Regions from separate parts of the Mus musculus genome. Here regions 1, 2, 3, 4 and 5 are each linked to region 6. A link is a contact called in public Hi-C and promoter capture Hi-C data. All regions are on one chromosome and are shown on one strand. The core of a region is the stretch at or near the end of the contact, and the rest is flanking DNA. Distances in the headings are between cores, read along the strand shown.

Region 1 (4,628 bases), core at 334-2,833, about 11 Mb before region 6:
ATACCCAATTATGGTCAGAGGCAGACTTCAAGTTCCCCCTGATCTAATCTGCCATTAGGAACAAACCTAGTCACAGGTTAGCTAATAACTGGCATTACCAGAACCCACAGCCTCTCAATGTGTACCATACAAATCAGCCCCTGTGTGTAACCAACAAGCTCAGTCAGTCAGCAGGGTCTCAAGGGAGGGAGTGAAGATTGAAAAGAAAAAGACAATTAGACAACATTATAACAGGACTCAAGCCCCTGCTGAGCCTGAAGTGGGTTTATTTTTCTCTAGTCTGTTTTTTCTAGTCTATTCTAAGTACATGCAAAGAATAAGGTCAGTTCTAAGTCAAGGTACAAACAAGGCAATAAACAAAGTCCTGTGGTATTCAGGGACTTACAAAACGATCAAGATCTTGATCTTAGCCCCAAGTCAAATTCTTGCCTGAGCCTACTTCCGTGTCCTAGCCTAATGTCAAATTCCTGCCCAATTCCTAGAAGCAGTCCCAAGAGCTCTCCACATGTATGGATATTTACAGTTAGCATCCCTGGGACTGAGTGTAATTTTAGTTTTCCTCATACATCTCTGATCCTCCATGTCCCTTTGTAGCTGGTCTTTGCAACTTTGTGGGTTCTCCTCTTCCTCCCATCTTTATCCATGCCCCCTTTTTACCCCTTAACACTAGACTGGAAAGAAACAGGAATAGAGGGGAGAGAGGAATTAGGAAATCCCTGAATCTGATTTCTTTTCTTTTGCTTCTCCTTTGACCTCAGCTACTACGAAACCACAACCAACCTCCTCCCTATACAACCAACTGGTCCAGCCCAGCCCCTAGCCTATCGGGCCCTAACATTAATATACTCTCTGAAAAGTTCTCAGAATTCCAAATATAACACAATCACAAAAAACTATCTGCTACAGACAGAACCACGATTCTGCTAGAGCACAAAACAAATCACGGTCAGCTGCTACAGGCAGTCTGAAGCAGCCCCACATCCCTATACCTGGAATCAAACAAAATATTATTTTATAATATTTGTTTGTTCTTCCAAGAAACCAAAATTCCAGGATTCTCACTACATCCCTTCCTCTGCTGGGGAAAACTAGAGAGGACATTTAGTGTAGCCTACCATATTTTAAGTCCACCAGGTCTCCATACTTCCCACCTAAACGTTATAAGCCCACACCACCCTGCCCAGACCACACAACCCTGCCCACTCTACTAATCTGGACGCAAACGCCTGTCCTCTCATGGAAATTTGAGTACTTTTAATTCCGATGCCTAATGGCTTTCTGTTTCTACAGTTACTCCTTTCTTCCTCTCCCTTTAAGGGTACCGGTGAAACTTCAGTAAGATTGCATCCTTTTCTCCTTCCCCACAGTAAACTCCGTTAAATGACTTTGTCTTCTCTTGCCTCCGACCCACAGACAGCCCCAATCCGGATTCCCTCCCCCTCTACACTAGTAGAGCCGTAGGTTCCATCTGTCCCCTCGTCCCGCCTTCCTTGCTCTGCTACGCGGCGTGCCTCGCTCAGCCGACCTAACACCAGCACTTCCGGCCCACCCCCTTGCCCATGCCTAGCTTCCGTTTTGTCCAAGTTCTTTTGCTCCTGTTAGTGGGTTCGATTCTCTCCTAGCCTCGGTCTCTGTCCACAGAGGTACTGGTGCTCAGCGTCTTAGTATCCTTCTTCAAAAGCTGCATCCTAGTTCTTTAGCAGTCAATAACACACTTTTCGGACTTCGGCTTCGCCCGCCAACAGGACAAACGCCGCCTAACTGCTGCCGCTCGACGTCCGCGGGGGCGTCTGGGAGTTGTAGTCCGGACTCGTGAGCTGGCGCAGTTCGGGACAAGACCGACGGGCGAGCGCCATTGTGTCTTTCCGCAATCGTAGCGCTGCGTGAAAGCCCGTCGGGGGCAGCACCCATCTTCTGTTTTATTTGCAACCTCTGGAACCCAGTGTCGGCTTCGTTTGTGGCGCCACTTCTACGGACCCGGGAGAAGGTGTGTAGTCGTGGGTCCGAACAAATCCTAAGGAAGACATCGCGTTCTAAATAAGGACCACAGTTTAAGAAAACCAACCGCCTTTTGGATTAGATGACATCAGCTGTCCCCTCTCGGTTAGAGGGGAACCTGTCTTGTAGGCTTATGGGAGTCGGGAAGAGGATTCACTGGGCACTTTGCAATTTTGGGGTGGACTGGTCATGTCCTGCTGAGGGGTGGGATATGGGCAGAGGTGGGGGAGCCGCTGGGCACATTCCTTAGTGCCCCCCTCTTCCACTTTAGGTTTCGTCAGCATTCTGCCTACTCCTGGGAGAGAACATGGAGGACAGTATGGCTTCCACGCTTCCAACAACCTGGCCCCATGTGAGTAAAGGCTTCTTTTCAACTTTTGAGTCGGCTCAGGGGTCGGCTAGTGGTGAGACGTTTGTTCTCAAATATCATTGAGTTTCGGGAGGAGTTGGAGGACTGCCCAAGAGGGTGGTTACAATAGAAGAAACAAACAAACCGATTTCTGAACCAGGAACTGGCAAGCCAGATTGAGGCTTTTTAATTAAAAAACAATACTATTACATTTGGGGGGGGGGGGGCATGCACGTGTGTGCCACTGCCTGCTTGTAGAGGACAGAGAGTACCTTTCCGGATCGCTACCCTTCTTCCAACATATGAATCCTGAAGATCAATCAAACTCAGGCTTGGTAGCAGGCACCTTTACCCACTGAGCCATCTCACCAATCCTTTTCAACCTTTATTTTTTCTTTTTTTTTTTTTTTTTTTTTTTTTTTTTTTTAAGCTGAGGGTCTGGTGAAAGAAACTGACAAGTGTAAGAAGATAAGAAGCTCATGTTTAGTTTTCAGCAACTACTTTAAGGAAGTGACAATTCAAAAACAAGAAAAGAGGTATAGATGGGAACCAACAGTCCTATCCCCTGATTAGTGAGAAATGAACAGGTTTTCATAGACCACAGTCTCACGTGTCCCCTGATTAGTGTCAGACCGATTTGCTCAAGGATTCAGACAAAGGAACATGAGATAAGTAAAATGTAGCTGGGTCATCTTGCTCAGCCTTCCTATTTTTCTGTCACTGTAGAAGAGGAAAACCCTGGACTGAACTGCATCTTGTGCCTTTCAGGAGTCTGTGAAGTTTGAAGATGTATCTCTGACGTTTACCGAGGAAGAGTGGGCACAGCTGGACTTCCAACAGAAGTGCCTGTACAGGGAGATCATGATGGAGAACTACAGCAACATGATTTCAGTGGGTAAGGCAGCCTCCACTTTAATAAAGAGCTGTTTGGGTGGGTGGAGCATGCTTTTAATTCCAGCACCTCAGAGGTGGAGGAGGATTGGAAGTTCAGTGCCAGGCTTGACTCTACCTGCCCCCACCCCAATTCTGGATGTGCGGTACCCCTGAACTGTAAGTGCTTGGGCTCAGGCTAAAGGGACCAGAGGAGAAGTGTTAAGGGAGTGTAGAGCTTGGTAGAGAGGAAAAAGGCAGCTTTTCAGTATGACTTCAGAAGTTTCATCCAAGCAATACTTCAGAGTCCCTGAATACTGGGCAGAGCTTTTAAGAGATGTTTGTAGCTGTAGTGAGAGTTGGCTATAATTTTTATGGCATGTCAAACATAAAAAAATATATCATTGTCCAGCAGCTCGGGGTTATCATCAAAATTGTGACTTCTTTATGATTCTTAGGAGGTCTTCTGTCCTCTCTGGTTATTTCATCATAGCTGTGTCTCTAAGCTTTGTGTCTCTGTTTAAGCAGAAACAAAAGTTGATAGTCCTGACCAGTTCTTTTTCAACTGTCAAATTTAGCAGGGAAGCAAAAGCTTTCATGTCCCAGCATGGGGGAAGGAGGGGCGAGAATGTTGCAGCAGGACAGCATTTTCTCTAAGCAGACCTCCAAGCCCTGTCTCCTTTCCATTGAGCAGAGCATCACTTTTCAAAGCCAAATGTGATATCTCAGCTAGAAAAAGCCGAAGACTGCTGGCCAATGCAGAGAGAAATTCCTCAAGATACTCTTCCAGGTAAGAGCCAGGCATATGGGAGTGTCCAAAGGGGTGAATCTTCTGGTTATTCCAAGACTAATGTCTTCTAAGCAGAATGAGAATCCAGGTATCATGTCATAATAAATAGGATAGTTTCCAGTCTGCAGTCATTTTTTTCATGATGCTAGTGTTTAAGCCCAGGGCCTTTCACATGATGAGCAGAGCAGACATGCTACCACTTGAACTAACATACTCGGCTCCAGTCTTTATTTAGGGGTGGATGTTGTGATATTTGGCCTTAGTGTGTAGTGGTGGTAGGGTTTGTGTTGGGGGTTTTGTTGTTTTGGATTTTTGTTTTGTTTTGAGATAAGGTCTTAGGTAGTTCAGGCTGGCCTCCAACCTATTAATTAACTAAGGATATGAATTTCTGATCATCCCTCGCTCTTGGAAGTTCTGGAATTACAAATGTGTGTTACCCCACTGGTTCCTGTTTTTATTTCTCTTCTAAGTTTGTTGTTGTTGTTGTTGTTGTTGTTGTTTTTAAGCACATAGGCATATTGTCTGAATACTTTTGTAAACTTGAACATTTTTACCTTTTTTGTTGTTCTATTTATCTGGTTTCAGTTTATATATAGTAGGCATAAAATCCTTGAGCCCCCC
Region 2 (4,637 bases), core at 1,445-3,944, about 19 Mb after region 6:
GAGAGACCCTGTCTCAGAAAACAACAACAACAAAAACAGACAACAAAAGACTTGTGATAACCTTCTTGGAAAGGGTGAAGGGAAATAATCAGAAAAGGGGAGCCAAAGAAACAGTAACTGGGTTCAGCTGAAGCAGTAGCCTGTGCCACCCAAAGAAATCCACCTTGTGAGAACTGACAGAAACAAGCCTGAGCTTCAGTAGTCCATTCCCTATGAATCATGGTGTATTGCTTGAAAAGACCTAGACTTAAAAAAACCAAACAAGAAAAGCATGCCAATAAAGACATGGGATAAGGAACTGAGCAGAGAACTCTCTGAAGAAGACATACAGTCAATTTTTTTTAAAGCGTTTAACCTCCTTAGCTAACTTCTTACCTGCTCAGAATGGCCGTCATCAATGGACAGCAAATCTGAGGATGTGAAGAAAAGGGAGACTTTGATGACTCTTTGAGGGAATGTAGTTTGTTACAATGAAATCAGTCTGGGGTTTTGTTCTTGTGTTTAGTTTGTTTGACTTGTTTTGGTTTTGAGACAATAGACCTCACTATGCAACATTAGTGGTAGTTTCTGAAATTGAAACTACTCAATCATGTAGCTAACCTCTTCTGGATATATACCTGAAAATCTCTTTCATACCACAGAGATACTGACACATCCATGTTTACCACTACTCTTCACAATAGCAAAGAAATGGAATACGCCCAGATGTCCATCAATATAGATGGATGTATAATGAAACTATAGTATAAATGCAGTGGGATTTTATGAGTCATAAAATGAAATTTACAAGGAACTTGATTCAACTGGAAAATATGAGATGAGGTAATTCATGAAGACAATGACAACAAGTTCTCTTTCATATACAGGTACTAACTTCTGATTATATATATTTATATACGTGTGAATGTATGTGTGTATGTATGTACACACACACACACACACACACACACACACACACACACAATTGTCTCTATCAGCTCATCATTTCCATGAGTCAAGTGCTTCATCTTCCTGGTGAACTAGCAGTGGCTCAGGACACAAGATAGATGAGCATTGTTTATTGACTAAAGAGGGAAAACTATTGAAAGAAATTCCGGGCTGGGCATGGTGGCGCATGCATTTAATCCCAGCACTTCGAAGGCAGAGGCAGGGGGATTTCTGAGTTCGAGGCCAGCCTGGTCTACAAAGTGAGTTCCAGGACAGCCAAGGCTACATACCCTGTCTCGAAACAAAACAAAACAAAACAAAACAAAACAAAACAAAACAAAACAAAAAGAAATTCCGGAAGAACACGTTGGTGCCTAACTTATCATAATTTTGCTCTGTGGTGATGGATGGCTGAGTCCACTCTTTTGGGACTCCTGAGGTGTATCTTTGATGATGAAACTGTTTCCTAAATCATTATTCCTGTAGTCTGTTCTCAGTGGGAAGCTCTAGACTATGTGTGAACTGGGCATGATTGCACATTGTTGTAATCCTAGAACTTCCCTGGTATAGACAAGATCAGAGTAACTTCAAGGCCAGCCTGGTCTACATAGTTCCAGACCAGTGGTTCTCAACCTTTCTAATATTTTTCATTGCTACTTCATAACTGTAATTTTGCTACTGTTATGAATCATGATGTAAATATTTTTGGAGATAGAGGTTTGTCAAAGGGGTCATAACCCACAGGTTGAGAACCACTGTTCTAGACTGTCCAGGGCTAGAATGTGTTTAATATGGAGATAACTCACACAATTTTATACTTTATTCTTATAATGTACATTAGGTCTACTAATTTATTCACTACAGTGCTAGGTGTTTTTCCCATTTGACTAGTGTCCCTGTTTATCATTATTTCCACTGCCCACCTAGTTCTACATTATTTCTATTATGCGATTTAGAAGACATTTTACTTCTAAGTAAGAACAGGTTTCTATCCTCTGGGAACCGTGAGATGCCTCAGTATGACGTAAATGATGGCTTATCTCAGTTTCTCACCGTTGGTGTTCCATATGACTTACCTCCTGTTTCCTAATAACCCCACATAGTTTTCAATTTTTGAAAAATTAGAAAAGGCCAGTGTGGTGATACACATCTTTAATCCCAGCACTCGGGAAACAGAGGCCATGAGATGTCTGAGAGTCCAAGGCCAGAATGACCTTCATGTCCGGTTCCAAGCCAGTCAGACCAATATAGTGAGGTCATCTCAAAAATAAGAACTTCTTTCAATTCTGGTGAAAATCAAGAGAAAGTTGAAGAAAAAGAGAAACAGATTAAAAGCACTTGTTGCTCTTGCAGCTGTCCTGGATGCTATAAACTCAACATGCAGGCAAAAATACATAAAGTAAATCTAATAAAATACAGGGGAAAAAAAGGTACATTTAGGAAGATGTAATGTTACAGTGTCTTAGAATTATATACACATACAAGACGTTAATAAATCCCCTAAGCATGTGAGACAGCCTTGGACTTTCACCTATCACATTCTTGTCGGCTGTATGGAACCGTTGCGCTTTGATGCTTGCCTCTGTGTCACGGGAGTGTGGGTTCAGCCATGGCACTTTCTAGGAAGAAGTTAAAAAAAAAAAAAAAAAAATCAGAAACCACCAGATGAGCCATAATAAGTACTGGCAAGACAGACTTCCGCCAGTGGTGGTGCGCATGCGCGCCACCCAGGGCTACGTGGTAGTGAACTGAGGGAACCCTTATTCAAATCGGAAGTGGCCTAGAGTGATCACATCCGCTCAGATCTTAAAGTAGTTCGCCTCTCCTGTCGTTGCCAGGGTAGCGTGGGTGTTTGGAATCCGAACCCATGGAATTGTGGGTGTCTGTGGGCGGAAGTCTCGCAGTCCTGGCGTGCCGTGTGCAGAGCTTCTCTAAGGTGTAATGTGAGGTGAGTGGATGTGGAGCAGAGGACGCTGTGCTGCTGAGCGCCGGTTTGTGCTGAGTGATGGTTGAATCGGCCCCAGGGGGGGATGAGGTGGATAAAGTGGGGGTCGTTCGGTTCTCTTTCATTCTGTTCCTGCGGGTTTTCCGCGTCTGTATTTTGTCACTTCCCAGTATGCTGTCCTGTGGGATTTCCCACCGTCGTCCGTGAAAATTACCATGTGAGGGCATTCGGGGCAGGACTCAGTGAGTGGGCGCTGCAGCATCCGGGAGCTTCAGGGCGAGGACCTTGAGATGGCTTGTGATCCGCTCAGTCTGTGATTGGCTTAGGAGTCAGGCGATGGAGCTTGAGGCCAGTGTAGGGTGCTTTGTGAGGGCGACCGCGTCGCTTTCTGGGCTGTTTGAGTAGCTGGTAACTGGAGCCCTGGCTCCTGGTCAAACACTGGCCTTCGAGAGGAGATAAACTCCAAAGAGTAAGAGAAAACGGGGAAATGAATTTATTTACGTTTGGTCCAAACTGGAGACCCAGTGCCCTCCATCTCTGTCAGCCTAAGCAGTATTAGCAATAGAAGGCACTGCCTAGAAGCCAGGAGATGTGTTTAGGTATATTTAATGTGGTCACAGTTATCTAAGCGGGGACATAGCCTTGGGGCTGCCCTTAGGTGTTCTGGATATTTCCTTTCCCCCGTATGCAACTGAAGACAGAAGAAAGATTTAAGAAAAAACTAGTCATTTCAGTTACAATTGAAAGTTTACATAAATACTGCAGTCCTTTGCTGATGTGAGGTCTGATCGGAGGTTTGACTTGTGCCTGGGATCTGTGAATTTGGCAAGGATTGGTAATTGGCAGTTACGCAGAAAGGTGCTGCTGTAAAAAGATTGTAAGGCAGAAGCCTGGGTTCCTGCATCCAAACAGGCAAGGGCCAGCCTCATCCAGTCTGCCTACTGAAGAGACCAGTGAGGAGGAAAGGCAGGAGAGTGGAGATGTGGGTCAGCAGTGTTGGGTTCCCAGCACCCACACCACATGGTGCCTTGGAACTGCCTGGTGGGACGATTCCAGGGGATCCGTGTTCCCTTCTGGCCTCCCAGCTAATGGTGCACAGACAAAGACAGACAAAACACCCACACACGTTTCATTTTTAAATGTTTGAATAGTAAGAATAAATCTTTAAAAAAAAATTTTTTTTTCCGTTAATGTTGGGCGAGCTGCCTTCTCCAATTATTCCCCACCTCCTAAAGAAATGTTAAGGAAAAAAAGAAAAGCAGAGGTTGAGACTCCATACAGTGGTAACGTTGAGCAGGCGGAGAGGTAAAGTGACCTAGTGGCCCCATGTCTGTCTCTAGTGCACAGATTTGAGGTTAAGTTTAGAAATCAAGCTTTATGTATTAAAGTAGTGCTGCAGGTTGTGGTGGCACATGACTGTCCTGTAATCTTAGCACTCTGCACTCGGAGGCTGGAGGATGTCTACATTATGGAGGCCAGGCTGGGCATGAAGTAGGTTAGCGTTTAAGTCAGAGCTGAAGTGCTAAAGACATACATAATGCTTTTTAGTAAAAGCAGCCGTGTGTGTGTGTGTGTGTGTGTGTGTGTGTGTGTGTGTGTGTTTCATCTTTTAAAATTTATGTGTATGAGTGTCTGACCGATGGTCACCAAGGGACACCAAGTGTGTGTCTAGTGGCCATCTGCTCCCCTGGAATCAGACACAGGAGGCTGTGAGCCACATGTGCAGATAGGTGCTGAGCCTGAGGCATGCGCAAGAGCAGCAATT
Region 3 (4,309 bases), core at 317-2,816, about 19 Mb before region 6:
TTTGTTAAAGTAGTGCGGTAGTCATGCAGTTCCCATGTTAGGGGACCTTCATTGTAATCATTTCCTTTAAGGTGATTGAGTGGTTCAAGCAGGCTTGTCAACATGGATAGATGAACCTGTTTTAATTCAGGTTGGGCTTGAGTCCTAATTTCTGAGCTTTCCTTACCTTGTCTGTGGGGAGAACATGACAGTTGTGGCTTGGGGAACACTGTAGGGTGCATGATGCAGAAGTGACCCCTTCTCTCCTCTGGGGTCTTGCCTCTGGCCACTGCCCCGTGTACTTAAGTGACTCAGGCCTGCCTGGTTTTCTTCATTTCTGTGATGTCTCGCTTCTGTGCCTTGTTCTTGGGTACTGGAGAACGTTTGGGTAAACACCCTCATACTGAACTGAAGTCCTCTGTGCAGTGTGGTGAGGTGTTCTCTCATTTCCTGTGCTGATTCTGTACTTTAAATGAATGCTGAGTAGATGCTAGGAGCCAACCTTGTTCACAGATATGCCTCTTGTTCCTACAGATCTTCGTGGAGTTCACCTCTGTGTTTGACTGCCAGAAAGCCATGCAGGGTCTAACCGGTCGCAAGTTCGCCAACAGAGTGGTGGTCACAAAATACTGTGACCCTGATTCTTACCACCGTCGGGACTTCTGGTAGAGGTGGCTGGGGGAGGGTGGGGGCAGGGCTGGCTGGGGACTTTCCCCCCACCTGTCCCCTCCTCCTTTCCCCCCTCTTGAAGAAGATGGGCAGAGGAGTGACAGCCGAATGACAGCCGGCAGCAACTGGAATGGCAGCAATTAAGGGGGGTGGGGGGTGGGGGGCTAGGGCAGGAAGGGGACTGGGCAAGTGCACACAGGCCCACACAGACACATGCACCCACACAGACACAGAGGGAACGGGCTGGGATGGGGACTGTGTGCACAGCAGGGCGGGTAGGACCTCCACAGCCCCTTCCCAAACAGCCTCTTATCCCTTACACCCCTTTCCTCCTCTCTTCCCCCATGGTAGGAACATAGCGTGTTTATATTTTATGGCCAAACTATTTTGAATTTTGTTGTCTGGCCCTCAGTGCCCTGCCCTCTCCCTTTGCAGGACCACAGCTCCCGTCCTTTGGCTTCTGGTCCTTCCTGTTCTCCACCCTGGTTTCTTAAGTAGTTGGTTCTTCTCCTTAGTCTTCCTGACTCAACCCGTGGTCTCTGTCCCGCTCCCCCTCTCTGTGGCAGTTTCATATTTGCTAATACGAATTTGCTCATTAAACATTTTGTTGTATTTTACTTTATGGATCCTCATCTGTGTCCAGTGTGTCCGCCCGTCTCTTTCGGCCGAGGGTGTGGAGGGTGGCACCCAGGGAAGGAGGCAGGCCTGAGGGTCCCGCGAGGGTAGCCACAGTGGAGGCTTCAAGGCTTGGACCTTTACGCGTCTCCACTGCTGCGTAGATGCGGAAGTGACGCAAGGGCATAAGGACGCGCAGTCCCGTGCGCCGGAAATGGTGCCGGGGTGGGTTTGGTCGCGGAAGTGGAGGCTGCCGGGCGAAGTGCAGAGGGCGGGGCACGTGAGTTCATTTCCGCTTCCGGTCCGCTGCCACCTTCGGTTGCTTCCCGTCCGCTCGGCGGCTCCCCTCCCCCGCCCGGCTCTCTGCGCCCCTCCCGGGCGCCGGGGCGGCGGGGCCGTCGCTGTGCGGCCCTCCGTGCGTCTGTGCGTGCGCACGTGCGCACTTCTGCTTCCCGCAGCTCGGCGCGCGCCCCGCGACACCGAGGCCGAGCGGGGGCAGGGGGCTGACCGTCATGACCCCTGGAAGCCCGGTATAAGCGGGCCGAGGTGAGCGAGGGGCGCAATGCTGGCCTCCGTCGCGGCAAGTCCGGTGTTCCGGCCTGGGCCGTGGCGCGCGCGGGTCCAGCCAGCCTCGGAGCCGGTGTTCCAGCCGCTGATGGCTTGTGGCTGCTTTTGTACCGCTGTGCCCGGGTCGGGTTTGCCTGCCGGTGTGTGTCTTTTTTTGGGATTGTCAGTGTCCCCGTCTCGCGTGGCCCTGCTGTCTGTGTTGCTCTGCTTCTGTGTTTCTGTGTTTGTACAAAAGGGCTTGGAGATCCGAGTGCTGTTTGTGTCTTGGATTGCTCCGTGTTCCTGTCAGGATGCATGCAATGCTTGTATTTTCTGGGTTTCTGTGTCTTCATTTCCCCAGACTGGTCTCCCTCTTGGTGCATTATTTCTCTCCGGGTCATTGCTGTCGTCCCCAGGCCCAAAATTCCTTTCTAGGAACCCACTGCTTTTGCTTAGGATGTGCTTCCCAGGTTTCTGAGTCTCTGGTGTTCTGACAAGAGCTCTGGCTGTGGATTCCAAAGCCCCCGCTGCTTGCCTTGGTCTTCAGTTTTCCTAGTCTTCTAAACGGAAGCATTCATAATTCCTGCACCACAGGGTCTCTGCGCATTGGAGTGGTCCTGGTAAAGTGCCTTACAGTGTCTGGCCTGGAGTTAAGCATGTGATTATTAGTAGCTCTAGTTACTAGAGATTTTGTCTCGCTTAGTATTTGATACCAGGTTTTTGAGTCCCCCTTGGGGACTCACTATATTGTTTGTACTGTTTAATAAGAAATTCTAAATTAACTGTGGAAAATGGCCCCATTTTCAGCAGCATTTGTGAGATTTAGTATGTTTTTTTTGAACATGCTTGAAGTAGGTAGTTGGTGTTAGGATAGTGCGTCTTTAGATGCCACCCTTTTGGAAATGTTTTTTCTGATAATAATAGCAGCCAGGAGTACCGAGCGCCTACTATCTGTGGGGCACAGAACCAAGTTCTTTATGTACCCGTCTTATTTAATCAGCAAGCTTGCCGGGCAGCACCCCTCCCTTTGTTACACAGTTAGGTGAACTGAGTCACAGGGTTGTTTTGCTGGTTGCTTATGTGGCCGGGATTTGAGTGCAAATTTTGTGTTCTTTTAAGTTATATCTCTTCCCACCCCCCCCCAGCCCTGGGTGTCATGTGTGTGTTTTGTTTCAGGGTCCCTGTCTTTCTGTCCTCCCTGTCCTCCTGCCTCGCTGTATTGCTTTCTTTTTGCCCGAGTTTTGGTGTGTCTCTTCTCTTCTCTTCTCTTCTCTTCTCTTCTCTTCTCTTCTCTTCTCTTCTCTCTCTCCCCCCCTCCCTCTTTCTCTCCCTTTCTCCCTCCCTTTCTCTCCCCTCCCCCAGTCTCCTTATGTTTGTCATATGTTTGTCTTCTGGTGTCTGTCCAGGCCTGACTTGGGACCCAGCTGCTTTTTTTTTTTTTTTTTCTTTGCCTAGTTATGCCTGTTTGCAGGTGCTCCATTTTCTGGCCTGAATTCAAGGTAAAGAGCAGCCTTTCCTATTCTCCTATGTCTTCCTTCAGGTTGGATCATGGTAGGGCTCAGTAAATCTCCCTCCATGGCTTGTTGGAGAGGCACAGACTGGTGATCGGAGTCTACTCTGGACCCAGGCTGCTCCAGTTGTGAGGTGTGTGTCCCTGGGCAAGGTGCTAATGTGCCCTTGTTCCCTCCTGTGTAAAGTGGCTGTGAGTCATGGATTTGTAAGGATTGAGTTGATAGCGCAAAGGACTTAATGGGTGCCTAGAAGGATGTAAAGGTTGTGGAAGTGCTTGTTAATATTCCCCTCATTTGCTTGATTTCTGCCCTTGATGCTTTCTGACAGCTGGTCACAGCACAGGTTAGTTTATTTAGGTTAATTTAAAAGCATGAGTTTAATGGCACACACCTTTAACTCCGTACTTGGGAGGGGAGGGACACATGGATTTAGCTCTTCAAGTTCCAGGACAGTCAAGGCCATGTAGAGAGATGTTGTGTCACCCCCTCCCCCCAACCCACAAAAAAATGAGTTTATACAGGTAATATGGGTTTGATTGTTGAGTCTGCTTTTGCATTTATGATATGACCTTGACCAAGTTATTAAACTTCCATGAGGCCATTGTCTACATTCATTGTTAGATGATATGTGCCTCGTGGCACAGTTGGTATCCATTAGTGGGGACTCCTACATTTCTTATCTCTCTGCTCCCTTGAGCTTCCCTCCCTACCCTCTGGACACCTAGTCCCCTGGGCACCCCCACTCCCCAGTCTCCCACTGCCTCAGGCTATCTCCTCTGTCTCCCTACCATTTTTTTAAATCCCATCATTGGCCTCTTTTGCCATGACTCCTGTCCCAGGGTTGTTTGCTTCTCTCTTTCTTTCTTTCTTTCTTTCTTCCTTCCTTCCTTCCTTCCTTCCTTCCTTCCTTCCTTCCTTCCTTCCTTCCTTTCTTTCTTTCTTTCTTTCTTTCTTTCTTTCTTTCTTTCTTTCTTTCTTTCTTTCTTTCT
Region 4 (4,729 bases), core at 1,234-3,733, about 14 Mb before region 6:
AATTCTCTAAACCTCCAATGGTACCAACTGTTACAAGCAGTCCAGGATCCTGCTCCAAAGACCAATTGTTCTTTGCTTCAATCTTAGCTACCCAGAATCACCTGCAGTCTGCCACACCCTTGTCTTCTACTTCGGCTGATTTTCAACATCCCCTCAACAGTGATAAAGCACTGATTTCCTTTGATATGCTCATATGGTGGAAGGAGCATTAACTAGTTTTGGGGCACCTTGTTTCAAGGGCACTCACTAATCCCACCTAAATTAATTATTTCTTAAAGGCCACAGAGATTAGGATTCAACAAGTTAAATTTGAAGAAACAAAAATATTTAGTTCTAGCCACCAGACACCTTCTACTTAGTATTGCTGCCTCTGTGTCTACCTTATTGCCATAAGCCTTAGAACTTTGATCATCCTCTTGCTCATGTCCATCAATGGCTTCTTCTCGCATAACTGTGTTTCTAATGGCTATCACTTCTACCCAGATGTCCAAAACTCAATCATTGTTCCACCGTTCCTGAGTAGCTAATATATTACTGTTACGAGAAACAGAACTACCCCTACTTACAATCAATGCACACTTACATTTTTTTTGCTAAACACTGACCAGCACTTTTTTTAGATATATCTATCTTAAACTTCCTCTCAAATTCAAGGCCTATAAAGCCACCTACCACATGATATCTTCCTTCATTGATTGTGAAAGACCTTAGAAGTAGCCAAAAACAATTAAAAAATATTCTAAATGGAAACGAACCTGATTACCAACTTTATATTACATTTGATGGAGTATCCATCCTTCTAGATTTTAAAGTCCTAAAGCAGTGGTTCTCAACCTGTGGGCTGTGACTCATTTGGGGTTAAAGACCCTTTCACGGGGATGCCTAGGACCAAAGGAAAACACAGGTATTTATGTTCCAGTTCATAAAGGTAGCAAAAGTATAGTTATGAGGTAGCAATGAAAATAATTTTATGATTGAGGGTCACCCCAACATGAGGAACTAAAGGATGGCAGCATTAGGAAGGTTGAGAACCACTGTCCTACAGCCTGTATAAATAGTATCTTCCCTTCTTTAAAATCTGAGACTCTAAGCAGCTCCAATTTCAAAACTAATCTAGACTCCTGCCACTTCCTCCATCTTCACCCTGGTGTAATCACTGCTAACACTTTCCCAAACTATTATGGCAGCTTCCCCCATGGTCTTATTGACTTCCTCACAATAACTGGGTTCTCCATGCCACAGAAACATGGAGGCTTATGTGACTAAGATTAGATCACCTCCCTCCTCTTCCCTTTCCTTTCCCTAAATGTTGAATTACTCTCATCACTCTAAAGCAGAACGCTGAGATTCATTCCAGATCTGAATCCTGCCCTGCTGCTTTCACTTCCCTCAGAAGAAAACACTTGGGGTTCTATGAACCACATGAGCCTCATCTCCAAACATTTACACATGCCAATCAATGCCTGCGTCAACCTTACAGATCACATTCTATTGTTTGTTACCAAAAGGAACTACTCCAATCTTCAATTTGTTAAGGCCCCTTTGACTCAAGACAAATATCTCAGTGACAGCCTAGGACATATTCTCCTCACCTGCATGAGGGCCATATCCATTTCTGCAGTCATGGACACCTGTGAGATGAGAGATGTTATGAATGATGGCAGGGACCCAAAGCTTTAGGTTTTCCTATACCCTCTCCCAACCCGGAGCAAAGTGACATAGGGATGCCCTCGTTACATCTGATCCTAAATCCTCAGTGCTTGTGCTTACTTATGGACCCTTGAACAATGACTCAACTGGCCTATAATATATCTCCACACAACTCCCAGGTTGGAAAACCCTAGGGTGGTCCAAGAACTAGCTGAGATGAGAATATACATACATATATACATACATACTCTCATCACGAGCAGCAGCTTTTTGGAAACCCTAAAACCCACACTCAAGTCTGTGTAGTTTTTCCATAACACGAATTCCTGTCATGGGGAAAATGGTACAACACTTCATCTCATTATTACGGGCCTAAATAGTCCACACTTCAGCGTCGCTCCAAGAAATTACACACACTATGGCCCTGGCTGTACCACTCCGCCTCCTCATTGTAGCTTTGCAAATAGAAAAGCCGAATCACGTACTCCTACTAATACAGGGATCTGGGGAGTAGCGACTTAAGGGGACTCCCTAATTCCGACTCTGCAAGATAAGTGGCGAGGACAAGGGAGCCACAAATGTCGCACCACTTACCTAAGCCTGGTGCATGAGCGTGGGCACAGCCATCCAAGTAAGCGAGCGCAGACAACGGGGAAACGGGGACGAGGGACCTGGACAATACTGCCACTGTCAGTGCCGGGGCTGCGATGAATATTACGCCCTTAGAACCGCTCCTTTGAGATTCTTCGATCCGTACACCTCTGGACAAAGGGGTCTTGCACACGATCTGGAAGGAGGGACCCAAAAACCGCTAAAATGAGCGCCACAGAGCGCAGCCGGAAATCCCGCCCCATTCCTCCAGCCAAACCCGAAGATGGTACTATCCTAAATTCTCATTGGCTCATGCTCCTCTCTCTGTGGATAGTGCATTCTGGGTAACGTAGTTCCTTCAGATATGCGTCTGTGGGTGGGGAAGCTGTGCAACTTCATCACCTGGAACAAAGGCCAAAAGGGATGTGTGCTGGGAAGCGCCATGTACGCTAGCAAACAACCCTTTTCATCTGTCTTCTTTTCTGAAGTCCTCGGCCATAGTCTGGGGCCACCCACCCCAGTGTTTTCCAACTTGGGGGCAAACAGAATACAAGGATGCTAGACTGGAGGTCAAAAGAGGCTGTGGTTGTATAGATGAACTCAAACTCCGGGGGAACTGCGGGATTTCTCCATGTGTACCCAAATGCTGGGCAGACATCCGATGGAGAGCCCATGCCTAGCCTCTTGAACTAGCTCAGGGCACTTGGCCTCCTAGTCCACTGTTGGAAGCCACTTGCAGGGAGTCGAATTTAAATCCATAGTGACTCCTACATTTCCCTGTTGTCTGCTTAAATACCCCCTCCCTTTGTATTCTAATACCACTCCTATGGCACTTGATTTGCCTCTTCTTCAGTGTTGCCCTAAGAGAACACACACAGCTCCTTAAGCTTCAACTAGATCTGTCCGGTAGCTAGAAAGTTGGCTGACTAGCCTGAATATCAATAAAAAGCAGAAATTGCCTCTCCAGGAAAAAAAAGAAATCAGGATCTGTGTGAGGCCAGCAAGTTCTGCAACTCGCCCTCTCCTGAGGGCGCCGCTTATAGAGGTAGAGAGCAGCAGCCACCAACTGGCCATAAACTAAATGTAACTCTTGTACACAACTACAAAAAAGACAAAGTTAAACAGAGTTCAAGCAAATCTTAAACTCCTAGCATATGAAAAGTTTTGTGTTTGTCTGTATTTGTATATTTGGCATCCATCAATCTCAGGACCAGAGATAGCTAAAGTTGTAACTCATGCTGATGTACACCATGCAATTCCTACAAAGGATGCCAGAGGGAAGAGAATTATTAGTTCTGGGCTAGCATGGTTACAGAGCATGAGTCAAACTAAAATATCAACAAATACCAACAGTGAAAGTCAATTGAACAGGTTGGAGTGTCTTTTCAATGATACTCAGTTGTCTAAATTTCCAAGTGGCTAGCTGAGCTTTCTACTACTTCTAGGAAACTAACTGGTCTGGACGCAGTCTTCTTTGCAGCTTGGTTTATTAAGGAAAAATGTGCCTTGAAAATCTCATTTTTGGGGGGGGGCACTTTCTGAAGCTATTTTGCATTGTCTCAACTGCCTACTTAAGAATGGAATGTTTCAATCTCACAGTTAACAGTTATGCAACAAAGCTATACATACATTATTACACATTTTAAGGAGACTGTAGAAAGAAATGAAGGCAGAGTCACTAAACTTATGAATTTTTCCAAAAGGCAAAAACCATTTGTTTTGCTGTAAAGCCCTTGCCCTTCTTGTTTAATCACACATATTTTATTTCCTATTATGGATCACCCTGGCTCTTAACAAGCTGAGGAACGCCATATAAATCAATAGACGTGAGGATACATATCTCCTCCTATGGCAGGAGGAAACTTCCCCTATACAGTGCCAGCCATTACCTGGATGTGTGTAAGAGCTAAACAGTTTATGTTGTCATTAGAAGTGGAGAAAAACAAATTCTCTTCAGTGACCTCTGGTTTCAACAAAATGAAGATATGAAGGCGACAAAGCCCTACACAGAGCCTAAGCCTTAGGTAGAAAAACAAACTAGATGAAGGAAGAAATGAAACCTATTTTCAGCTCTCCTGTACCTAAAAGAGAAAGTGATTTCCCCTACAAAAGCTAGTCATCTATGCACAGGTCAATTTTGTCTTCTCCCACTGAGAATTGTAAAGATAATCCCAATGACTACAGGTAGACTCAACAGTGAAACATTTACTAGCGGATAGACTAATTGTTGGTAGTCACCAGCTTGTAAATGGTAGACTGGAAAACTTAACCACAATGTCAGTGTGAGAACAATTTTTAAAAAGAAGGAAAAGGCATTGCTTGAAAGCTCAAGCAGACTGAGTACTGATTCCTCCTGATTAAAAAACATGACATATATGTTTCAATTAGTCAGAAAAGAAAACATCTCTGCTTAAGCATCTGCTCAGGATTTCCTCCAGGGATCATTCAGATTTTTGACCTTCCTAAGCATGCTGAGATGAGCAAAGCA
Region 5 (4,608 bases), core at 372-2,871, about 20 Mb after region 6:
GAACCCAGGCTGGTAGCTCAGGGCCGTAATTCCAGCTACTTGGAGGACCGAGGCAAAGGATTATAAGTTTGAGGACTGCACTGGCCACATGGCGAGACCCTGTTTAAATTTAAAAAGCATAGAAGTGGTGCATTCTGGGGCTATAGCTCAGTATTAGAGTGCTTACCTAATACCAATACTGAGGAGTTGGGGCATGGCTCACTATTAAAACCTCTGCCTAGAGTTTCTCCAATGAGGTGCTGGGAATATACCTAGCTTAGTAATAGAGCATCCACTTAGAATCCCCTAATGAGAGGCTAGGGTGTGGCACAGTGTTAAAACCCCTGCCTAGAATTTCCCAGTAAGTTCCTGGGTAGTAAGTGGCTCAATAATCGAGTCCCTACCTAGAATCCCCTAGTGAGGGGCTGGAGTGTGGTTCGTCGGTAGAAAGCTGTCTGAAACTGGAGAATGATCCACAGTAGGAATGCTTTTCATTTCAAGTGCATAAACAGCAAACTGCAGAAAGATAATGGGGCACCAGGTCAGACATGAAACAAACATCCAGTAGAAACAGACTGGGGAAGCTGGGAACCACACACAGTCTGCAGGAGGCTGAAGAAGAGGATCCCAGGAAGACAGACTCCCAACTAACCATTCCCACCACAGATGTCCTATGGGATGAGAAGTAGCAGAGGTCTCTGGGAATGGGTCCCATCCTATCTGTGTTCAAGGATACACTATTTTTCTTCTAAGAACTTACTCTCCTGTTCTTAAGGAAGTAGCGTTTCCACTTTATTTGGCTGTTCTCTTTCACTTTCTCACAGGACCAGGAAGCCGGCTGGTGACTGAGGAAGCGGTCTTGGAGAACGCTTTAAGACAAAATGCTTGGGTCTAAAGTCGGGCTGGGACGCCAGGTTCCCGGTGACCTTAAACAGTACAAGACGACAATTTACTGATGTGTATTACAATAGCTTACATAGCTGTGTGTCATCTGGACTCCTTCCACCTTTGTGAGAAAGGAAGGAAGGAAGGAAGGAAGGAAGGAAGGAAGGAAGGAAGGAAGGAAGGAAGGAAGACAGAAAGGGGCAAGATTGCATACACCTTTTATCTTAGCACTCTGGAGGCAGATGCAGGTGGGTCTCTGAGTTCAAGGCCAGCCTGGTCTATATGGCTAGTTCCTCCAGGACAGCCTAGGCTACATGGTAAGATCCTGGGGAGAGAATCAAAGAAAGAGAGAGCAAGGGAGAGAGACACAGAGAAGAGGGAGGGGGAAACAGTAACAGAGACTGAGAAGCAAGCAAGTAGCAGAAGTATATGATAGTCCACAAAACTAGGAAATTATACTGCAGCCATTCTGATTTCAACCACTTCTGATTTCAACTTCCCTTCTGGTGACCTCGCGTTGCCGGACAACATCAGGATTCTGGGCTCGGTTCCCAGGCCCTGGTGTGCGCCCTACAGAGTCGGCCCGTGGGGAGGCATTTGGCAGAAGGAAAGCTGTACTCTCAAGTGTTTCTGGGAATTGGAGTCCAAGCTGCTGTAGAGTTACAGGCCCGCGTCTGGAGCTGTTGCATTCTGGAAGTCGTAGGCAAAGCAGTTCAAGGCCTTATGGGAATTGTAGTCCCAGGGCATTTTTCCGCTCCAGGCTTCCGCGTGGCAGGCAGAGTACTCAGCTCGTTCCACTCAGGTTAGTGTTCCTCTTCCTCCGGTTCCTACGGGCTTGGGGCCATGGTGCCACGGGAGAGCTGAAGGTCTTTCTAGAGATTTGGCACTCGCTTTTATGATTGTCAACTCGCGTTCTGGCCAGGATCTCCTAGTCTGGTCTCTTGCCAGGCCGCTTTGTTCATTTGGTGGTAACAGATCATCTGCCTTCTCTTGCCCCTGTTAAATATGTTCTGGTGACGCCTCTTCTGCCCTTTAGGAGAGTTGGCCACCCGGAGGCACCCCTGAAATTTGTTTTGTAGATCAGGCTAGCCTGGAACTTGCAGAAATTCAACTGCCACTTCCTCTTGAGTGTTGGGATTAAAGGCGTGCACCACCACGCCTGTTATTACCTCGGGGGTTTGCCGCCAGTCTGTACACAATTCTTTCCCCCATCATCCCAGATACTTACTTAATTAGCATAAGCCCTGTTCGCTCCGTCAGCTAAAGACTACTGATATATCTATCAACCAGGTTCCCTCCATGATCTCAGGGCTACTACTGATGTGGTATCCCCCTTTTCTGTTTCTGCGTGTGTCTGTAAGCTACTCCTTACAATAGCAACCCCCTCACAGGATTAGATGACTGAGAACAGAGAGTGTATTTACACGCCATTCTGCATAAATGCGGGGGTAGAAGGTGGTGGGCACTCTCAGGAGACAGATAAGCCAGGCAGAAGGGACAGATTTGGGGAGCACTTGAAAGGTGCCCTGCAAGGATCCTAAGTGGGTCGTTAGGAGGTCAAGCCTGGAGGCACCTCTGAGCCTGATGATTCTAGGGCTTGCTGGGCAGGGCGTGAGGAGAAGTGAGGAGAGACTGGTGTGAACCTAATCCGGGCGAGAGGAAGGGGAGAAACAAAGGCTGAGGAGGATAGTTCAAGGGGCAGTGCTCAGCCAGGAGAGTTAGGGGAGTCTTGAGGGCTGCTTGCTGGGTTCAGTGATCAGAAAGAACTCTTTGGGCCAGAGGAAAGGAGTGTTCCTGGGATACTTGAGAGCATTCTGGAAAGGAGCCACGGGGCCTCCCAAGCATCATTCACGGACCTGTCAAAAAGGTAACTGGGCTGGATCTGCAGGTTGTTATATGCAAATTGTCGTGAAGGAGGGGAGGCCAAGGCAGAGACCAGTGACCCAGACAAGCAGGCTGTGCCAGTGTTCTGAGTTGTGCAGGATAATCAAACAATGAGGGTCACCTTAGAATGTAATCGGGCTCCAAGGCAGCAAGGAGGTCCAGCCTCAATGAACTGAACGTCAGGCTCTTTCTTTTTATTTAGCGTTTACTTTAGGTTGTGTCTCCTTTAGGACAGGTACTTCTGGGCAGCAGAAAAACTTTTAAAATAAAATAAGAATTAGGTTGCATAGTTAAATAATATGTGAAGATTTAGGTGGAGGTAGTCTTTTTTTTTCTTCACAAAAGTTGTTTTTTTTGGGGGGGGGGGTTAAAAAGTTTCTCAAACCAAAACTCCTCATCAAAGGAAACATCACACCCCTGAAACTTTGGTCCCTCTTGTGGACTGTTTGCTGTACTCAATAATGCAAGACATCGCATATGTATCAGGACTGTCTTGTACCAAGTCATGCCAAGGCCCTAAAGCTCCTTCAGAAAACAACTTCATAGACAATAGAAAATGATCTACGTCTTCTGCGATGACGTCTTCAAGGTCAAAGTACTTCTAGAGAACAATTCATTTTGATGTCTATTCTTGGTACACTGAAAGACAACCATTTCATTCTAAAGTTTACCCTAGATACAGCGATTTACTAGAATTCTTTTTTTTTTTTTTTTTTTGGTTTTTCGAGGCAGGGTTTCTCTGTATAGCCCTGGCTGTCCTGGAGCTCACTTTGTAGACCAGGCTGGCCTTGAGCTCAGAAATCCGCCTGCCTCTGCCTCCCAAGTGCTGGGATTAAAGGCGTGCGTTACCACTCCTGACGAGTTACTAGAATTCTACTGCAGCCCTGGCCATGGAGTAGGTGGGAAGTGTCTGGCATCTGAGGCCACAGAAGGATTGGCTGTATCCTTTTAGGGGATCTGAGCATGAGTTCTGAGGATGGACTAGGGACCTTTGGAGAACAAGTCAAGACTGGACTTTGAATTTTGAGCCCCACACAGGATGAGTGACCAGAGTGGTCCTAGACCTCAGGGCTTCTAGTCTGAGCATCTGGAAGGACAGACCTGAGCTCCACTGCAGGACACCATTCGGTGAAAGGAATCAGGGAGGTCGGAGTTGAGATGCAGTGCTCAGTGGTACCGGTCCTGACCTCATGGAAGTTCCTGACAGTAAACAAATATTTGCCAGATCATTCTGGTCATTGTGGTAAATCCCAGGGACAGCCTGACCTGTTCTGAAAGGCGGGATGCTCCCGGGTAGTCCACGCTGGAGATGAGGTGGTCTGGGGGAGAGGCCTGAGCTTGGAGAGATTTTACTGATTCATTACAGCTGGTGATGTAGAGGAGATGCACGCAGCTTCTGTGTGCCTAGAAGAGGCCACTATGCCTTCCAGGGGAAGCAATCAGGACCTCATGCGGGGTTCCAGTATCTTACCTCCCCTACTAAAATCCAAACATCTGGAGCCCTCTGCTTCCGAGTAGCAAGCTCTTCCGGGATCTGGTCAGCTCTGGAAGTTGTCTATGATTGAGACTGTAGCAAGAGTGACTGCAAAACTGTGCTCCATTTCCTAAAACAGACACAATTCCATTCTGTCTATCCTTTGCATGGCTTCCCCCTCTGTCTCCCTGAAACCCTGTCGTCGGGTTTTTATTTTCTTGGTATAGGAAGAAGCTGCCCTTCCCGTGGGCTCCCCTGTGTCAGGGCCACTCAGTAGGACGCCATCTCCACAGCCTCCCCACAACACAGACTATCCGTGTGATCCACTTCTTTCTCCCCTCAGCTCTGAAATGCAGATATCCTGGATAACCAGCTTCCCTTTTGGG
Region 6 (4,300 bases), core at 182-2,681:
GCAAGCTGCCCTCTGTCTTCCACATACATGCAAATTCATACACATAAATCCTTTTTGAAAATCCAAACTTAGGTTGTTGATGGGCTCACTCTGCTGTTAAAAGCACGCACCACTTTTGTAGAGGACCCGGCACCCACGTCAGTTGGCTAACGGGTTTGTAAAGTCAAGTTATGGGGGAGGGAGGTGGGAAACAGACGTCCTCTTCTAGTTTTCTTGGGCACTACACGCAATGGTGCATATACATGTGCCCAAGCACACATGTGCACACACGCACACATACATTAAATATTTAAAATTATTAATTCAGTTCCTTTGTACTTGATTTACCTTTTTCTGCATTCCTGCTTCCATGCTTTTTATAGAATTGCTTCTTGAACTGGGTGGGGATTAGTTACGTTGAGTTTGTCCTAGTGTCACGTTTGAAAAGCTTTTCTTTTCCAAGATTTTTATAAAGACAGTGGAGGTTGGAGAGCTGAAGGTGAATAGTGATAATCAGCAGAATTAAATAAGGGGAATCCCATCCCATAATCAGCCTCCAAACCCTGACACCATTGCATAAACTAGCAAGATTTTGCTGAAAGGACCCTAATATAGCTGTCTCTTGTGAGACTATGCCGGGGCCTAGCAAACACAGAAGTGGATGCTCACAATCAGCTATTGGATGGATCACAGGGCTCCCAATGGAGGAGCTAGAGAAAGTAGCCAAGGAGCTAAAGGGATCTGCAACCCTATAGGTGGAACAACATTATGAACTACCCAGTACCCCGGAGCTCTTGACTCTAGCTGCATATGTATCAAAAGATGGCCTAGTCGGCCATCACTGGAAAGAGAGGCCCATTGGACATGCAAACTTTATATGCCCCAGTACAGGGGAACTCCAGGGCCAAAAAGGGGGAGTGGGTGAGTAGGGGAGTGGGGGGAGGGGGACTTTTGGGATAGCATTGGAAATGTAAATGAGGAAAATGCCTAATAAAAAATATAAAAAATAATAATAATAATAATAAGGGGAATCCCTAAACTCAGGACTATGCAAATGATCTGGAAGGGAGGTCCGCTGGGGTTAAGGCAGGCCCTGCAGATCCCGTGAACTGTAGACCCAAGCAGTCCCTGACGTGCTCTGGGGAAAGCGCTGTTTATCCCAATCTTCCACAGAAAGCAGGGAAAGCATCGTGGTTCGAAGATTTTTGGCTTAGGGTATGCCAAGGACTTTCAAAAGTCTGAAGTCCGGTTTCCTTACTCCATGGCACTTCCGCTCGGGGAAGGCAAGGACTCTGAAAATTCTGGGAAATGTAGTTCATGACCCTCCCATCCCCGGGATGATAAGATAACTTCCGCTGCAGGTGGGGGGGGGGGGCTGAGAGGCCATCCTTCCGGTTGGGAAATGTAGTTTGGGAATCCTCAGTGTGCAAGATCCTCTGCAGGAGACTGCAGGAGACTGTTCTCCCCGCAACCTTCGGGAATTCTGGGAAGTGTAGTCCTGGCTGCCTATGCGGGAAGAGTCACTTCCGCCCCAGGTGTGTGAGGCCTTGTTCCGTTCCTTTCAGAAAGGTGAGCCCTCCCCTTTACTGACCCCTCCCGAGTGTGAGCGATCCTTTTCAGGTTGCCCTGGGTGATAGCCACCAGGCTTGTATCCTGGGTAAGGAAGTCTGCCTCGGAAAGGTAGAACGTGAACTTACTTTGGAAGAGCATGCCCGAGTGTGCTGCGATTGCACACACTGACTCAGGCCTGGCCCGGGGCTGTCAGTCACCTGGATGGAGGGTCTCCTGGGCGATGGGCACCCCCAGCCGCCTCCCTAGCTCTGGTCACGATGCCATCTCCCAGCAGTGGAGTTCAGACTCTCCATCTCTGCCTCCATGCTTTCCACCACGCCTTGGTACCTATCCAAGAGTGATCTAGAGTTTCCTGCAAGGCTCAAAACTGCTGACGCGCGGTAGGAAATGGGACATTTACTATCGGTGCTTTCCAATTTCAGAGAAGCTGGACGCTTTAGTGACCCACGGATGGTCTCAGAGCTCCTGCTGTAGGGTCTCTGGACCCAGCCTGTCCCCATTATCAAAGTCCTTAATGACTTGTTTTGTTTTTGTTGAGACAATCGTTCCCAGCTTTGTGTGCAGTGTCCACTGTGCCTTACGGGGGCCGGGAGAGGTGTTAGCTGAAGTCCGGTTTCTCCGAGCAAGTTGTCTTCTTAATCCTTTATATAAAAAGTGCTGCAGGGGAAAGAGGCATCAGAGAACGTGGTAGTGGTGCAGTCGTTTGAATGAGAAATGACCCCGTAGGGTCCAACCTTTGGATGCCAGGTCCACAGTTTAGAGGGCGGGGTGCTGTTTCTGGAGGTTTGGCTGGTGTGGCCTTGCTGGAGAAATACGTCATGGGGCGGGGTCAGCCTCCAAGGTGTTTGCTCGCTATGCTTGAGTTTCAGAAGGGAGCTCTCAGCTTCTTGCTCCTGTTGACAAGTCTGCCACCTGCCATGCTGTCCCTACTATTATGGAACTGAAAGCCAAAATAAACGCTTTCTTCCACACCTTATTCATGGTGTTTGATCACAGCAACAAAAAGTAACTAATACACAGGGGTAGACCTTAGCATCCTTCTGTCAATCTGTCTGTTCTGAGGAGTGAGGCTCTCTTTACTCATTAGCAGATCCACTTATGAAGTTACCCTAATATTTTTTAATTAATTCTGGACGGGATAGAGAAATGCTTGGACATAAAGAATAAGTATGAAATATAAACATTTAAAACTAAATGCTGTACGGGTTCTATCCAAATTAATAAATATAACTCTTAAAAGAGCTTTATTGGATGTGGAGTCATCATTATTTTTATCACTTCTATTTAAGGAAAAAAATAAAATTTGTTTTTTAGAACATAGGTTAAAAATTTACTGATTGTACCAAAAAATATAAAATTATTATCATTATATCCTGTGTTCCTAGGTAATTATATTTCTTTATAGTCTACTTATTTTCTTAATCGTATACGCTACAGTTACTTCTACAATCATATTTGCAGATAACACTACAGAATCATTTTTTACAATCGTATTTGCACTAGCCATACTGAAATGGCTCAGCCTGCAAAGGCACTTGCCACCAAGCCTGACGTCCTGAATTTGATCCTTAGGACTCATATGGTGGAAGAAGAGAATTGTTGTAGATACACACACCCACAAATAAATAGATTTAAAAAAAAAAAAAAAACAGTGGAATTGGGAATGGAGAGGTGATTAACAATCAGCATTGTTTCTGCTTGCAGAGGCCCCAGGTTCGAGTCCCAGAACCCACAGGTGACTCGTAGCTACCTGTAACTCCAGTTCCCAGGGAGCTAGACAAGCAGGCAGATACTTAAAAGTAAATAAAAATTAATATATATAGTGCACTGTTGAAGTCCTCAACCTGTATATTAAAACAAAACAAACAAACAAACAAAACAAACAACAACAACAAAACCCAAACATGTGCCTGGCCCTAGGTTCAATCCCCAGTCCTGTGTGAAAGAAAAAGCATAAAATGTATATCTTTCTTAGGTAGAGATTTTATTATCTATAGCAGAGCACATACACCACCACCACCACCCCCAAAAAAAAAGACTTCTGGATTTCACAAGCAGTATTAAAATGGTGATAGTAAACATGCCGGGGGCCCTAGAAACGGCTCCAGGTAAAGGAGCCTGCTGCCAAGCCTGCTGCCCCGAGTTCAATCCCCAAGACCCACGTGGTGAAAGGAGGGAACCACCTCCCATACACATGCTGTATGTATGTGTGTAAGTGTGTATGTGGCCAGGTAGTAAGTAAATACAATTTAACTTTAGCTGAGTGGTAGTAGCACACACCTTTAATCCCAGCACTCAGGAGGCAGAGGCAGGTGGATCTCTGACTTCAAGGCCAGCCTGGTCTACAGGGAAAGTTTCAGGACAGCCAGGGCTACACAGAGAAACCCTGTCTTGAAAAAAAACAGAACAAAAAACTTCTTTCAGTTTTAACAAACTAAAACACTGTGAAAAGTAAGACATGTTTGTTGCAATGCAAGATCAACAGCTAAGCAGAAACAGAAATTCTGGAGCTAGAGTAAGAAGTTAAGAGATAAAATGAGGGCTGGACAGACGGCTCAGAGGTTAAGGAGCACTGACTGCTCTTCCGAAGGTCCTGAGTTCAATTCCCGGCAACCACATGGTGGCTCACAGCCATCCATAATGAAATCTGACACCCTCTTCTGGAGTGTCTGAAGACAGCTACAGTGTACTTACATATAATAAATAAATCTTTAAAAAAAGAGAGAGAGAGATAAAATGAAGGAAATAG

The links. Promoter capture Hi-C pulls out the DNA fragments that hold promoters and counts their contacts. Hi-C and Micro-C count contacts between places; a contact is called where the count stands out from the background.
Region 1: a promoter capture Hi-C map of liver shows a contact between it and region 6, with 2.2 times the contacts expected there. The contact joins the promoter of Zfp110 here to the promoter of Zfp112 in region 6. A contact is called at or near these places in 3 of 39 promoter capture datasets (cranial neural crest, liver and maxillary cranial neural crest).
Region 2: a promoter capture Hi-C map of liver shows a contact between it and region 6. The contact joins the promoter of Zfp719 here to the promoter of Zfp112 in region 6. A contact is called at or near these places in 4 of 39 promoter capture datasets (cranial neural crest, frontonasal cranial neural crest, liver and 1 more).
Region 3: a promoter capture Hi-C map of liver shows a contact between it and region 6, with 4 times the contacts expected there. The contact joins the promoter of Epn1 here to the promoter of Zfp112 in region 6. A contact is called at or near these places in 3 of 39 promoter capture datasets (cranial neural crest, liver and maxillary cranial neural crest).
Region 4: a promoter capture Hi-C map of second pharyngeal arch cranial neural crest shows a contact between it and region 6. The contact joins the promoter of Zik1 here to the promoter of Zfp112 in region 6. A contact is called at or near these places in 4 of 39 promoter capture datasets (cranial neural crest, frontonasal cranial neural crest, maxillary cranial neural crest and 1 more).
Region 5: a Hi-C map of rod photoreceptor shows a contact between it and region 6, with 6 times the contacts expected there. The contact joins the promoter of Ctu1 here to the promoter of Zfp112 in region 6. A contact is called at or near these places in 2 of 484 Hi-C or Micro-C datasets (muscle stem cells and rod photoreceptor).

Annotation. Positions count from the first base shown.
Region 1 is chr7:12,833,178-12,837,805 of GRCm38.p6, forward strand. It overlaps Zfp110 (zinc finger protein 110), which reads left to right and starts at 1,584. Exons shown (of 8, transcript NM_022981.5): 1 at 1,584-1,987; 2 at 2,270-2,350; 3 at 3,116-3,242; 4 at 3,912-4,007. The coding sequence starts at 2,306.
Region 2 is chr7:43,576,892-43,581,528 of GRCm38.p6, forward strand. Zfp719 (zinc finger protein 719) reads left to right here and starts at 2,695. Exons shown (of 4, transcript NM_172482.1): 1 at 2,695-2,875.
Region 3 is chr7:5,078,669-5,082,977 of GRCm38.p6, forward strand. It overlaps Epn1 (epsin 1), which reads left to right and starts at 1,567. Exons shown (of 12, transcript NM_010147.4): 1 at 1,567-1,809; 2 at 3,350-3,453. U2af2 (U2 small nuclear ribonucleoprotein auxiliary factor (U2AF) 2) reads left to right here. Exons shown (of 12, transcript NM_133671.3): 12 at 514-1,277. The coding sequence ends at 648.
Region 4 is chr7:10,492,898-10,497,626 of GRCm38.p6, forward strand. It overlaps Zik1 (zinc finger protein interacting with K protein 1), which reads right to left and starts at 2,484. Exons shown (of 4, transcript NM_009577.3): 1 at 2,245-2,484; 2 at 1,593-1,631. The coding sequence starts at 1,625.
Region 5 is chr7:43,670,410-43,675,017 of GRCm38.p6, forward strand. Ctu1 (cytosolic thiouridylase subunit 1) reads left to right here and starts at 1,622. Exons shown (of 3, transcript NM_145582.1): 1 at 1,622-1,666. It also overlaps a transcript of Siglece not described here.
Region 6 is chr7:24,110,889-24,115,188 of GRCm38.p6, forward strand. Zfp112 (zinc finger protein 112) reads left to right here and starts at 1,432. Exons shown (of 5, transcript NM_021307.2): 1 at 1,432-1,548.